Regions from separate parts of the Sus scrofa genome. Here region 2 is linked to region 1. A link is a contact called in public Hi-C data. All regions are on one chromosome and are shown on one strand. The core of a region is the stretch at or near the end of the contact, and the rest is flanking DNA. Distances in the headings are between cores, read along the strand shown.

The links. Hi-C and Micro-C count contacts between places; a contact is called where the count stands out from the background.
Region 2: a Hi-C map of liver shows a contact between it and region 1, with 6 times the contacts expected there. A contact is called at or near these places in 1 of 5 promoter capture datasets (liver), 12 of 47 Hi-C or Micro-C datasets (blood, embryonic fibroblasts, liver and 2 more) and 1 of 2 datasets of targeted methods (skeletal muscle).

The regions. Positions count from the first base shown.
Region 1 is chr5:77,776,583-77,784,262 of Sscrofa11.1, reverse strand. No RefSeq gene overlaps it. Among named protein-coding and RNA genes, the nearest start is that of AMIGO2, 130 kb to the right of the region's middle.
Region 2 is chr5:77,862,058-77,869,737 of Sscrofa11.1, reverse strand. No RefSeq gene overlaps it. Among named protein-coding and RNA genes, the nearest start is that of RPAP3, 200 kb to the left of the region's middle.

The DNA of each region.
Region 1 (7,680 bases), core at 1,378-3,877:
ATTCTCTATTGAAAAACAAACAAAGCTATGTTTTAGCTTTAAATGTTTCCCTAAGAAAGCCGGGCAGGTATGAGGTCAGCCTGGTTCAGTCTTCGCCACTGAGAGTTCAGGAGTCCTCTGAGTAGGTCAGTGGGATACACAGTGCTGCACTAAAGCTACATTTGTGTTTCAAGTTTTTCTATACTTAGGTTGACTAATTGAGATGCCAATCTCTCTAGATTCAATGTTTCCATGGCTGAAAAGGGTGGGGGATGAAGATTGCTCATAATGACTAAATTGTTTTCAACTAATGAACTGGCTGGATTCTGAAAATTCTGTCTCCAGAAATGGCTACAAAAGGCCATTTAACCAGTGGTGGGAACACAGCTGAGTCAGCAGGCTGAAGGTTTCTGTCATCTCCAGGGCTTACTTCTTTGTGTGTCAACCTTGAAATGGGAGAAAGAGCCCTGATTTTCCTCTAGGGGCTCTGGCTCAGAGAGCTTTTAAAATGAATATTATTTTACTATTGCTGTGGGTACCATTACTAACGATATTACCTAGTATTCAGATAGTAAGCACAATAATGTTTCTATGGGGAACAAAGTTTTTGAATTGAAAAAATGGGATTCTGGAAGTTCTCTGATGGCCAAGTGGGTTAAGGCGCCTGCGTTTTCACTGCTGTGGCTCCAGTTGTCATTGTGACACAGGTTCGATCCCTGACCTGGGGACTGACTTCTACGTGCTAAGGGCATGGCAAAAAACAAAAACAAAAACCATCAAACAAAACAACCAAGAGAGCACTTGAAATAAACATTGCAACTCTCATTAGAACAAAACAAAAAAGAAAAATGGTATTCTAAGAGCCAGCCTCTGTCTGCCCTGCTCCCCCCAACACTCTTTAGTGAGGGATCTGGGTTCCCAGGGCTCTGTGTGTGGGTTTCCCCCCAACACTCTTTAGTGAGGGATCTGGGTTCCCAGGGCTCTGTGTGTGGGTTTCCCCCCAACACTCTTTAGTGAGGGATCTGGGTTCCCAGGGCTCTGTGTGTGGGTTTCCCCAGGTTCAAGACTGCAAGAGGGGAGGGAGCTGAGGGAACAAGAATCCAGGCTGCAGAACTGAAGGCATCGACTGCCCTCTGACACCAGGCATTTCCCAAGTCCTGCTTTCCTCTCTTCGGATCTGAGTTTGGCCCTAAGAGTTACTTCCTACTGCATGTCCAGCAGAGCTCTCAGCTTCTCCCCTATCCCTCGGTAACAAAAACAAGCCAACAGCTCAGCGCTGCCTACCTTGGGTTAATTGTGGAATGAAATGAAATGCTCTTTAAACTCCAGGGGTGTTATCTGTTGTTATTCTGAGCCACCGCAGCATGTGTGGGGGTGGGACTTAGCAGTTATGGGAGCTTTCTGAGTTAATGAACTCTTTGTCTTATTTACTAACTTAACTTGTTATTTAGTCACGTTATTTAGTACCCACTTCGATAGCATCCTAAGTGTTTTACCTCCTTATCTGTTGACTCCTTTAAGACCTCTGTGAAACTGGTACTTTTTCTCCATTTTGCACATTTGAAAATTAAGTTTGAAAGACTGAGTCATCTGTCAAGGTCATCCATCTTATAAAAAACAGAGCTGGGAATCATAACTGATGCCAAGGCTTTGCGGTCAAGCACAGCATACGAGATCGCACAGACAATAGAGGTTACACCTTCTTTTTCCAGTTCAGAACTGGCTGTTTCCTCACACTACTATGCTTTTAGAGATTGAGTAGTTTATAAATCACAAATCCCTATTACCAAATGACAGTTGTCTCTTTAGGGCTCTTTAGTTAGGCAGGGATGGGGTAGACTGGGCTAGGATGCTGATTCCTTACTATGCTAAGTGCCCAAGAGATGAAAGGCTGGTCAGAAATGCGAAATGAATGCTAAAAATAAAATGGGAAAATTGGAAGGTACTTACTCATTAAAGTAACTGGTGATTAAAAAATGTACCTCTCAGACGATTCTCGATCTCTTCCCTGGACAGACTCCTTCGCTTCTTGCCGGGAGGTCGAAGTTCAGGTTGAAGAGCAAGGCAGCTAAGTTCACCTCTGGGTGCTGCTTACGGGCATCTGGGGAGAAGATGCCATTTCCGGTGGCATCGGGGGCAAATGACACAAGTCAGAGTCAGCATTTTACTTTTTGCCTTAGGAAACGGAAGACCAATGACCGAAGCTTTAAGAATTGCGCAAACATGAAGACAGAGCGGAAAGTAAATCGTCATAGAGCATCTTCCTGGAATTTGGCTCTGAGCTTGTTTTCATTTCACATTTCTCAGTAATTTGAAGGTAACCTCTATTGACTCTTGCTTCGTTTCCTTCTAACAATTCAGACCCTGGGCTCTGGTGACCCTGATGTGGGTGGTTTATTCCTGGCTGAGAAAGCTATTGGGGGTGCGGGAGGAAGGGAAGACATGAGGGGAAAGGAAGTGGAAGCAAGAAGAGAGTAACAGGAAAAAGGATAAGAGGAAGGCTGCCCCCTTTTCAATTCATTTTGTAAAGAAACAATCCTGCACTTTTGGGCAGCGGCGTCACAGTGTACAAACCACTTTCAAATCACTTCCCTTGCTCCTCCCACCCCTCCGTGGGTGGAAGACGAACCCATCGCACAGCTGTAGAAAACCACAGCCTGAGCTCCAGGTAAACACAGACAGTGGCAGAGCCACGGCGCCTCTCTGTTGCCTCCTCTACTGTTCTGCTTGAAACCAGCAGGTGACCAGGGGGAAAAGGAAGTGGTCCTCGGATCACATAAGCTCGGAGCTTTGTTTTCTTCTGTTGTCTAAGGACAGGATTTGGAAGAGGAGAAATACCACCTCCCCTACAGACGAAAGAGCTGGAGGACATACATCGAAAAAAAGAGGAAACGAAGTTTTAAGAAAGTTTTCCCCCCAACCACGAACCTTCTAGAGGTGTGTTCAACACTTTAGGATAGACTCTCTCTCCTTTACATTACATGGTATAAAATACCTAACAAACGAAAGTAACAGATTCCAAAACTGTCCTGAAATACATGCCCTTTGCACCTAGATTTTGCTTTTGTTTTTAATTCTAGACTTTAGGTAAGCTGGCCAATAAAAAGACACCGTTGTCTTTTCTTGAAAAATGTCCTTTTACTTTACTTGACTGACTGCTCAATGAATGGCTTAAAAATTAATCCCACACATGACCCATTGCTTTTATCCCCTCATCTATAGCCCCAAATCACACTATTTAGCATTTTTCCCCCATGAATCTTCAATCAATCGTTATTGTACCTCAAGGCAGGGCTGCATTCAGAACCCAAATGATAACTTTGGTATTTTAAAATTCAGAGTGGTCAGTGACAAAACTTTGCAAACGTGCCATTTACTTGATGCTAGCCCTTCTACAAATGAGTTGCAAATCTAACGTTAGTATTTTCAAATGCAGAGTAGGCCACGACATAGCTTTGAAAACGTGCCATTATTTGATTCTAGCAATTCTATAAACGAGTTGCAGATCTTTCCAGTTCTCTAGGTTTTAGCTAGTGTGTACATTGTGAGAATAAAAGAACATTCTAGAGGAGGATGACTAAAATTCACATAATCATCCTAAAACCAGAGAAGAGAGGAGCTGTAATAATGCAAATGGTAATCTTGCTTATACTCTTTAAATTTAAAACAAATTTGTTTGAGACCAAGCAACAGATTTTTCCGCTGATTTTCTTACTTCCAAGAACTTATTATGATAAATGGAGACAGTTACTATTGCTATTCTGGCCCCATTTCGTGTTCCGCAGCTCAATGAGGCTGGCTTTCTCATCCAACAAAACTTGGCTTTTTCCTAAAAGATGAGAACTCTGCATGTATAATGTTTTACACTTAGAATGTGCTAGCTCATGACAATCCCTGTTCATGAAGTAAGGCCAGCTCAAATTACTATTTTCACTTTGCAGATGGGGGTAACTGAGGCCCTGAGGGCTCAAGTCACCTTGTTGGATCAGGGCAGGGACCTGGAGCTCTTCTGACTGCGAAGGGCCCCTGTCACAGCCCTCTCCAGGGGGTGGGAGGCCAGACAGGGCACACTGCCCCCCTGTCATTCTTTAATCATTTTGGCTATTTCTAGAAGCTGTTTAATGCACATGGCACAAAACTTCAAAAGGTACAGGTGGTATGACTGAGAAGGCAGTTCCCCTCCCTTTCTTGTTCCCCAGTCCTTCATTTTTCTTTCGAGAAACAGTAGTGTCATTGGCTTCTTGTCTACCAGCAATATGCTATTTAGATAGTCTATATATTGCTCTGAAATATTTTGTTCTCTCTTTGTTTCTGAAAGCGTCAACTTCCCTTTTTACTGAAGGCCATTGTCTGGAAAGACACAAACACCACTTAGACGTTAAATAGACAGACTAGACATTATACTGCAGAAAGTCTTCGGTAAACTGATCATCCAGATAGTTCCTCTATGGTCAGGCCACTCAAGGTGGCTGTTCTCTCGCTCTTTGTATATCCTCCGCTTGACCAGTGCCTGTGTCACCTGTGTTCTATGCACGTGACTGACCTTCCTCTGGACTTGCCCCAGGCCCCAGCTATAGATAGTTTATCAAAGGGGCAGTGAGGGGCATGTCCCTTTGCTGGTTTCCCTGGTAACTAATGAGCCAATCTGTTTCCCCCTAATGGCAATCCCCCCCCCACCCCCCAGGAGCAAATACTGCCACCAAGATTTGCCCACCGTCCCCACACATGGTGGGATGTCATTCCAGGACCTTGCTTCACACATGTAAGCTCCCGCACCCATTAAAGCATTCATATCGCTGTTGCTAACTCTGGCTCTTTCTTTGATCTTGAGGCTGGGCAAGCACAAGGCCTTGTAGGCCTGTGGGGTGCAGCCCAACAGTTCCAAATACTCAGACGTTTGAAATGGTGTAGGAAACTCAAGACTCACAATAGCCTGTAAAAGGAGAGGGGCCCACCAGTGCCTGTGGTGTAGCTTTGGTATTGCATCTGGGGACCACTCAACAACCTTGACATTGGTTTGTGCCATGATGACTGCATGACTGTTGATGGTAAGGGTTGGAACCAGAGCGATGATGGTTTTGGGGCTAAACAGCCTTGGGCTTGAAACCTGATTCTATCTCCTACATCTACATATCTTTGGTAGTCACTTAACTCCTTTGTTACTCCATTTTCTCATCTTGAAGTTGTGATAATAATAACCACGACACAGATGCAAGGGTGAAATGAGAAAAGAGACCTGAATACCAGCTACATGGCCGTGCATAATAAATATATCTATATCATGAACCCTGACTCTTCTATTCATTCCTTCGCTCATTCATTCAAAATACTTGTGGCAGGCACTGTTTGAGGTGCTAGGGGTATGACTAACACATGAAAAAAAGAAAAACCCTTGCCTTTATTGAGTTGGCATGTAGGTTGGGGGAGGCAGACAACTAAAAAGTAAATAAAATAACATGTTGGAGAAGAGAGAAGAGAAACATGACTGATGGATGGGGAGGCTGGAGAGGCTGTGAGATGGAATTTTAAGTAGGCTGGTGACAGGGTTCAGGACACTCTACCCCAGAACACAGCACCTTGGTCAACTCAATATTGTCAGCTGAAAGAATGAGAACCAGCAGCTACTGGCAGGACTGTCTAACCTTCCCTAAACGTCCTAAGACTCTGTGTGGGAGGTGCCCTCTCTAGACCCCAAAAGAAAGGAGCATCCTTATCTCTAAAGACAAAGGTGATCAGAGGAATTCCAACAAACAGGCCTTGCTTGGTTCACTGCCCTTAGCTCTTCCCTTTGTCCTATCACTCATCAGCAAACCCAGAATGAACACACTCAGGCTTAACCTCCCTTGGGTCCTCACTTCTTAGGAAGGCTAATTGGTAATGTTTCTCTCCTTATCTGTCTTCTGTTATAGAGACCCAGCTGAGAACCAGCAGATAGAAGGCACCCAGAGTGGTCTGGAGGAGACCCCCCTGAGATAATGACCTGTGAGCAAAATCTGGAGGGAGGTGATGGAGCAAACCATGTGGGAATTTGGGGGAAGAAAGTGCCAAGTAGAGGACAATAAGGAGGCGAGTCTGACTAGACTGGAGGGCACAAGAGAAGGGGACACAGGAGATGGACTCAGAGGAGAAAGGAAGGCGGATCATGGACCATTGAAAGGACTTGGGCTTTTCCTTAGGGAGCCCTTGTGAGGGGGTTTGAGCAGTCAATACCACCTGACTGGGCTGAGCGGGCAAGCAGGGAGACCAATTAGGACATTACTGAGTGATGCAGGAGTTGAAGCTCGAATCAGAGGGATATTAGGCAAGGAAGGGACAGTGGTCAGAGGCGGGATATATTTTGAACACAGAGGATTTGCCTGTGGAGATAAGATGAGGAGAGAGAAGAGGAGGGAAGACAAGGGTAGCTCCATGGCTTTTGAGCAATAGGAGAATCATTACCAGATGAAGTTACTGGGATGGAGAAACAGGTTTGGGGGTAGAGGGTTGGCTCTGTTGCAGACTCCCTTTACGCATCTTGAGTTGAGATGCTGAGGCGCTCCCTGGTGGCTCAGGGGGTTAAAGACCTGGCATCATCACTGCCGTGACACGGGTTCGATCCCTGGCCCTGGAACTTCTGCATGCTGTGGGTGTGGCCAAAACAATGAAAAAATAAGTAAAGTGAGCTGTTGAATGGGGATATGGGACCGAGGGGAGAGGACCAGACTGGAGACCGCAGTTCGGTGTGAGTTTGGTTGCTGTTGCCAGTGGAGAAGGTGAGATTTGAGCCCTGGGGCCCTCTGGCTAGGAGGGCTGGAAGAGAAGGAGGAACCCATAAAGGCGATGGAGAAGGAAGAGTCGGTGAAGCGGGAGGAACTAGGAGAGGGTGAGGTCCTGGAAGCCAAGAAGAAGACGTGTATCAAGGGAGGACTCAGAGGAGGCATGGTTGGGTCGGAGAGAGGGGATCATCTAGTGGGATCTGGACCGTTGGCTGTAACATCGTGCAGGACATTGGTGACGGAGAGTGGCGGGGACCGCTGCTGATTAGAGCAGTGAAGAGAGAATGCGAGGTGGCCTTCTCCTGTGGTCCACAACCGGTTAGGGATCCCGTGTTGTCACTGTGGAGCTCGGGTCGCTGCTGCGGTGCAAGTACAGTCCCTGGCCTGGGAACGTCCACATGCCGTGGATGTGGCCAAAGAGAACCTTAAAACATCCAAGTTCCCACTGTGCCTCAATGGCATCGGCAGCAGCTCTGGAGCGCTGGAATGCAGATTTGATCCTCTGCCCAGCCGGGCACAGTGGGTTCAAGATCTGGTGCTGCCACAGATGCAGCATAGGTCGCAACTGTGGCTTGGATCTGATCCCTGGCCCAGAAACTCCGTATGCTGTAGGATGTCCAAAAAAGTGGGGAAAAAAAAAAAAAAGAAAAAAGAAAAAACCAAAACCTTAAAAATCAAAAAAGAGGGGTTCCCGTTGTGGCTCAGCCGAATTGAATCTGACTGGTATCCATGTGGACACAGGTTCACTCCCTGACCTCGCTCAGTGGGTTAAAGATCCAGCGTTGCTGCGAGCTGTGGTGTAGGTCACAGATGGGGCTTGGATCTGGTGTTGCTGTGGCTGTGGTGTAGACTGGCAGCTGTGGCTCTGATTCGACCGCTAGCCTGGGAACCTCCATATGTTGCGGGTAAGGCCCTAAAAAAGATGACAAAAGAAAAAAGAAAAGAC
Region 2 (7,680 bases), core at 1,423-3,922, 85 kb before region 1:
ATATATAATGTAATTTTAACTGAACATAATTATAGCTATTATTTCTCTTTTCCTGGAAATTTGTATGTATCTAAATCCATATATGTAAATATATAGAGATAAATATAGTTCTTGGAATTTTCACTTATGATATACTGTATTCTACCTTTTTTTCCCTTGAAATAATTTAGATATTTTTTATTGTATCATTTCAGATAACTGTATCAATTCCTCTGAACAGCTACGTAGTATTCCATTTTATAGGACCTCTGTAGTTTATTTAGTCCTCTCTTCATGTGTATTTAAATTTTATCTTTTTTATTATTATGACAAGCTATATTATTGTGCTGTCTTTGTTATATTAGCACAATATATATTTGTTTCTGTGGGAAAAATTCCTAGAAGGAGAATTGCTGAATTAAGAGAATGCACTTTTTAAATTTAATAGTTATTGCCAAACTGCTTTCCAAAGAAGCTGCAGAAATTTACATTCCATTAGCAATATGTGAGAATTCGTGTTTCCTATACCCTGAGTACAAGCAAAAATTTATTTTTGCCGCTAGACGAAGTGAAAAATGGTATCTTCTTTCAACTTACATTTCTTTGATTACTTAAGAAGCTGAAGAAACCTTTTTATGTTTATTGTCTAGTTGCTTTTTTTTTTTTGCACATACTATCTTTTGACCCTTTTTCCATTGAATTATTCATTTTGTTCTTACTAATTCTTAGATCTTGTTGTATAACAAAGAGGTCAGCTCCCTTCCTGTTATGTATATTGCACACATTTCTTTCCACCGTGTGGTTTGTCACTTGACTTTGGGTACAGTATTCTTTGTCTTACAGGTTTAACTTGCATGTAAATAGCTCGATCTTGTCTAATAGGACTCCTGACCTTCCTGCCATCAAAATTATGAAAAAAGGTTGCCACTGATTTTTCTAACCTTGTTATATTTGCTTCACATTTAAGTTATTGATCTACTTAGATATTATTTGGGCATAAGAAGTGAGGTACTTCAGCCTTTCTTCCCCTAATGGCTTGTCTGCCACAATGACATTTCTAACTTATTCACGTTCTCACGTTGACCTAAAATACCATTTTATTTATATTCTAAATTCTCCAATGTACCTGGGTCTATCTATATGATCTCTCTTTTCCACTAACGTCTTTGTTATTTCCTGTACTTTCTCTACAGTGTCTTTCTGTATTTCCTGTGATTTCTCTACCCATGAAATGTCTTCATGTTGGTTGGGTAAAGTGAGTTCTCACTCATTATACTGTTTACAGTGGTACTGGCTCTTCTTATGCCTTTATTATTCCGCTTTAGCTTTGTATCATGTTGTTGGATTCTCCAAAAAGTCCTCCTGTATTTTGATTGACGTTACAGTTGCTTCAGGGAGAGTAAGCTATGTTGTTTCATTTACACCATCTTCTTTTATGTCCCAATATTGATCAGGTTAGGCTGGACTATGCGGCAGGAATAGTCAAATCTCTAAATCTCAGGGGATTAATTCTACACAGTTTTGTTTCTTACTCATACAAATTCCAATGCAGATCAGCAGCTATCCAGGTTGGGGTCCTCCCTACAGCGACTTAACCGTCCAAGCTATTTTAAGCTCATAGCTTTGCTGTCTCAACCTGAGGCCTCCCTGGGCTGAGGAAGAGATGGTTAATGCTCCACCATTATCCATGTTCTCCCTCGAATTTCCAGCCCCCTGGTAAAGCTGGAGGACTGATTCCAGCTAATGGGAAATTGATCCCCGCAGTCTCCTTCCTTGCTGGCCAATTGCTGAGGCTGCAAGTTGAGGCGACAGAGCCCGAGACAGACCCCTTCTCAACAACTGAGTCACTTTATGGGAGGCGGTTGCCCTGGAGACTCACCTGGCTCGCATGAGACCCGGTGTGCCTTCCAAGTAACATGTATTGTATTTAGGTCACTGAGACTCTTCGGGTAAAGGGCTGCTCCAGTAAAACAAACAAAAGGTCTTGTCCTGACTGATACAGAAATGGATACCAAAAGGGATATGCAGCTGAAGGAAAAAAAAAAAAAAACCTTAAAATAAGGGCTTAGCAATCAGGTGGTAACAAGGAGGAAACTGAAGTCAGAGGCTGGAAAGAAGGCAAAACATTTGATAAGATGTGTCTTGGGATTCCCTTGAAGGCAGATTGTTTACCTTTTGAACTTGTAGTTCGGGGGGAAATGTTGGAAAACAGAACATTCATTCTTTTTTTTTCTCCCTTGCCACACCTGTGGCGTATGGAAGTTCCTGGGCCAAGGATTGAACCTGTGCCACAGATGTGACCTACACCACGACTGCAGTAACTCTGGATCCTTAACGCACTGTGCCACAGGGAATTTCCTGAACCTTAACTCTATATGTGGTTGCTACTTATTGTATATGGCAAAGTATTGAAAGAGGGTGAGATGGTGAGACAGAGTCAGAAAGGGTTGGCAAAAAAAAAAGAAAAAAGAAAAGCAAAGGCATGAAGCTCATATCAGAAGTCCCTCAAAGAGAATGTTAAATATCGTTCCTTTCTCATAGAAACATCTAGAAGCAGATGGATGGGGCTTACTCTGTGTTTGAGAGAGTTGTGAAGTAGTGACAAAGAAGCCATGAGCCTGAACTAAAAAAACCTAAGACCTAAGGCCCCAACCTCCATTCTAGGCAGGAAATGGGCTATGAAAGCTGTACACTTGTGTCGAGGCAACACCCACAATACCCTCTTCAGGTGTGACTGAGAAGGTAATAGCACAGGAAGGACTGATCAGAGGAAGCCAAGTCCCCAGGAAGCTCTGGGGTTGCCCCACTCCTTGGAAAATGGCCCCGGAAGTTGAGTCTCTATCCATGGCCCTGTCACCTGTCAGAGGTGCTTGAGCCAGCATAGGGTGGTTGTCTTAAATTTCACTCATCAGAGTCGGTCAGATGTTTGAGACTGGGACTGACGTGTTAATTCCAAGGTAATAAGAACTACGGCTGTGTGGGGATGGCCGTCTCTCATCCATCAGGTGTGCCAAAGATTCTATAGAGAAATCCGATCCTTTTTTTTAAAGAAAAAAAAAAGGCTTCTTATGCAGAAGCAGAGATCAGCAAACAAACAAACCATATTTATAGGGCGAGAAGAGAAAGAGAGAGAGAGAAATATGCATCTGCTTGTGTTCTTGGGAGTTTCTAGTCTTCCTGGCCATCCCTGGTTCAAGTCCCTTGAGGACCAGCTGCGTTCGTTCCCGAAGACAGCCCTATGTCATTACAGTCCCTCCCCTTTTCTTGTCCAAGTTTGATTGAATTGGTTTCTATTTCTTAAAATCAAAAAGGACTGTGACGGAGGAAGTTACCAAACCTCATCACAGAAAAACATCTCCAGGAAAGGACCGCCCCTTCCTTCCTGCTCTATTAGTTATAAGTGTGGTCACAGCCATGGCAGTGAGAGTTCTCAGCACGGTCAGATTTCAAAGTCATCATAAGAGAAGAAGGGGAGCTGGAAAATTGGCCTTTACTTCCACCCCCATCTACACTGGCTTTTTTTTTTTTTTTCTTTCTTTTTAGGGCCGCACCTGTGGCACATGGAGGTTCCCAGGTTAGCGGTCCAATTGGAGCTGAAGCTGCCAGCCTACGCCACAGCCATAGCAACGTGGGATCCAAGCTGCGTCATCGACCTATACCACAGCCCACAGCAAAGCCAGGTCCCCGACCCACTGAGTGACGACAGGGGTCAAACCTACATCCTCATGGTTACTAGTCAGATTCGTTTCTACCGCACCACAATGGGAACTCCTATTCAGCAACTTTTAATCACACTCCAAAATCCAAAATCCTTATCACAGTGTACAAAGCCTTCTCTGATCTATTCCTTGGTCACCTCTGAATCATCTCACTTTTTTATCCTTATTCACAGCACGCCACCTACACTGCATCCTTACATTTCCTCCAGCAGGCTTCTCTTTCAGGAACTTTTTTTTCTTTTTCTTTTTAGGGCTGCACGCTTGGCATATGAAAGTTCCCAGTCTAGGGGTCAAATCAGAGCTGCTTCTGATCTGAATGCCAGATCCATGCCACATCTGCAACCTACAAAGCTTGCAGCAACAGATCCTTAACCCACTGAGTGAGCCCAGGGATTGAACCCATGTCCTCATGGATACTAGTTGGGTTCTTAACCCATTGAGCCACACGGGAATTCCTATTTCAGGGACTTTGCACTTGCTGTTCCCTCTGTCTAGAACTCTAGACTTACAGGTTTTCACAAGGCTTACTCCTCAGGTCACTTGAATGTCACCTCCCCAGGGAGACTGTCCCTGGATACCTTAGCATTTCAGAGTGACATCTGTCATTTTCTAGTAGAACTTTACTCTGCTTTATTTATTTTTTCATGGGACTAAATACCTGGCCCTATGCTGTGTATCTATTTGTTTAGTAATTTGTGTCCACCGTTAAAATGTGGGCTTCACGAGGTAGGGAATCAAACTTTTTTTTACTCTAATGTCCTTAGCACCCAGAACATCATCTGGTAAATAGTTGCTGCTCAAACATTATACTTAAATTACTAAATACTGAATGAGTGAGTGAATTGATGAACAGAACAAAGTGAAAGCTTGAGCCAGTGTTTGCATTAGTATGAATAGGAAAAGTGAGTTCTGCAAGGCAAACCCAGGGAAGTGACTCAAATGCTGGCATGGATCCATTTCCCACGGGCAGCAAACTGTCCTGGGCAGCCAGAGGTGAGGCTCTGATTCATCATCTTCTTGGCTCTTATGATAAACTTTTAGAAAAACACAAAGCAACTGGTTTCTTTGTTCTTTAATATAAAACCTGTCATGCTTAGTAGGCGACATGGAAATTCCTTTCTTCATCATGGATCATTTGAACTTTGCCAGAAAATCACTTATGCTGCCGCTATCTATGCTGGTACCATTCTATAACTAAGGATGGTAGATGATGTCAACTTCCCTGCTTTCCATTGGACAGAATTATGATACATCCTGTCCTTCCTTACCCAATAAACCAGCGGCGGTATTCAGTGATACGGTCAAGACAAGAACCCAGCAGTCCTGAAATGTAACTGAGCTCCATTGTCAGAGTATTCACAGTTGATGAAATCCCACAGATCCTGCAAGTATACTTAGTTATTAAATATTATTTGTTAAGTATATGTATAGGTCTTGTTGACTGTTTAGTATGCTTCTAAAATCCAGGGCAAACTATATTTTCAAAGGAAATTTCTATTCCTTTTGCAAATGAAATTTTATTTTTATTGTAAGTAATATGTTTTAATTGTAGACATCTTAGAATATACAGTTAGACAAACAAAAGACCATGGAAAACACCTATAATTCTGCTATACAATTAACATTTATTTGTATAGCTTCCAGTTCTGAGAATTCATCAAAGAGATGAGCTTCACCTTCTTTTTTCTTTTTTTTTTTTTTTTTTGTCCTTCTCTCTTTTTAGGGCCGCACCTGCGGCATATGGAGGTTCCCAGGCTAGAGGTCGAATTGGAGCTGTAGCCACCAACCTATTCCAGGGCCACAGCAACGCGGGATCCAAGCCACATCTGCAACCCACACCACAGCTCATGGCAACGCCGGATCCTTAACCACTGAGTGAGGACCGGGATCGAACCTGCATCCTCATGGATGACAGTCAGGTTCATTAACGGCTGAGCCACGATGGGAACCCTGAGCTTCACCTTCTTGTACTGAGAAGATCTTCTTGAAAACATATGGGCTGTATGCAAAACTAATGCTATTGGATAAATGCCTTTTATCAGCATATTTCTTAGACAATAACATCAAATCTACCATTCACAAAAGTTCTGCCACTTGAAGGTTGTTTTAACCGTTTTTCTTTTTGAGACAACCAAAGAAAAAATTGACATAGGTTGAAGCTTCAGCTCAGATTCAGTCCCTGGCTTGGGGAATTTCATATGCCCTGGGTACGGCTGAAAAAGAAAATAAAATTAAAAAATAAAGGAGGAATTGGTGCTCCCTCCCCACCCCTTACCCCATCCTCTCCAGAACTTCCAGAAATATGCAAAAAGACATGCAAAGACTCAGAGGCAGCCAATCACCAAACCACAGGGAGACCTCTGTGACTAAAAAAAATGATAGAAAGAGAGTGAGTTCTTAGATTCGGTCTACTGATGCGTATAGAGACAGTTACAAACAGGGGTGGTGGATATAGGAAGAGAATTATCAAACTGTGGTGTTCTAGTCACAGAACACAGAATTAATTCTGCAATTCTTCTTTCTGTAATTCTGGTCCATCCTTTTTAGAGCCCTTCTTTGCTCACACTTTAAAGGTCAGCAATCTCCACATTCTTCTCTTGGTCTTGGCTCTCTTTTGTTCTTCCCAGAAGATCCTGCTGTTTCTCAAAGGGTCTGATCTGCCTCCACCCCTTTTCCCTCCACAGAGGACACTCCATCTCCTGTCTTCCAGGGCTATGCTTTCTTCCATCAGGGTTCTGCTCAGACATAACCTCTTCAGAGGAGCTTTCTCTGATCCCTTACTCTCCTTCATTTTCTTTGAGAGCACTAATGGTATCTGGCATCGTGTGCTGTTTTATTTATTGTGGGTCTCCTTCCCACTAGGATGTACGTTCTGTGATGTGCGAAACTTTGTCTTCTGTTCACTGATGCATCAATATTCAGCCATCTAAGTAACGTTACCAGTATAAAGTAGACACTAAATATTAAGTTAATGGATAGCTAGGTGGATGAGTACATGAATTAATGATAGAATGAACTCATACTGTCCATGGATTCAGCTCTACCCAATGTGCTGATAACTCCAAAATCTGTACTTCCCGTCTTCACTCTCTTGAGTACGAGATCCACTTATGCAGCCTAGTGTGGGTCATCTGTGCTTGAGTGTGATCTAGACACACTCAAACTAAACATGACCCCAACAGAACTCATCAACTCTCCATAACCTAAACTTGCCATTCTTTTATGTTCCTTTTTTTATGAATGGCTCCAAGTTGCCCAAACCAGGAACCTAAGAATCATGCTCTATTGGTTCCTCTCTCTTATTCTCACATCCAATCATTAAATCCTTTTAATCCTACCCCTTTGTTTCAATGCCCATCCTGTGCAGCCCCACGAACATTGTACCATCCACAGGTTTATCCTTTATTTCCTGCATTATTGCCTAACTACTCGCCCTACTGCCAATCTTGTCTCCCCACCAATTCATACTCCACCCTGCTACCAGGGAAATCTTTCAATTGTACTCAATATTCTCCAGTGGCTCCTCTTTGCTGTGGAATAGTGCTCAAGCTTCTAGGCATGGCTTACAAAGCCATTTAAGAATCAGTCCTTCTCTAACTCCTAAAATTTATTTCTTGCCATTTCTTCTTTCATCTCCATCTTGCTCTGACACTGTCACTCACACTAACAATGTTGCACTTGCACAATGATCATGTGCAAAACATATTTGGAATAAATATTTCTGGTCACATTCTCAAAGAAGTATTTTTTCCTTGGTTATGCAGGGTCTTCATGTTTCTAGGTAAAGAGGGCGTCCTTAGAGACAGAATATCTGTCGATGACCTCACTTCTGGCTAAGACCTTTTCTGGAAAGGGTACAGTTGTATCTTCTGAAGGAGCCTCTACAGATGTGTGAAAGGAGAACTCGTTTTGTTTTCAAGTTCAATATTTCTAGATAAGAGGTAAGCCTTCAGTTTGTAGTCAGAGGATCCTCCTGACACTG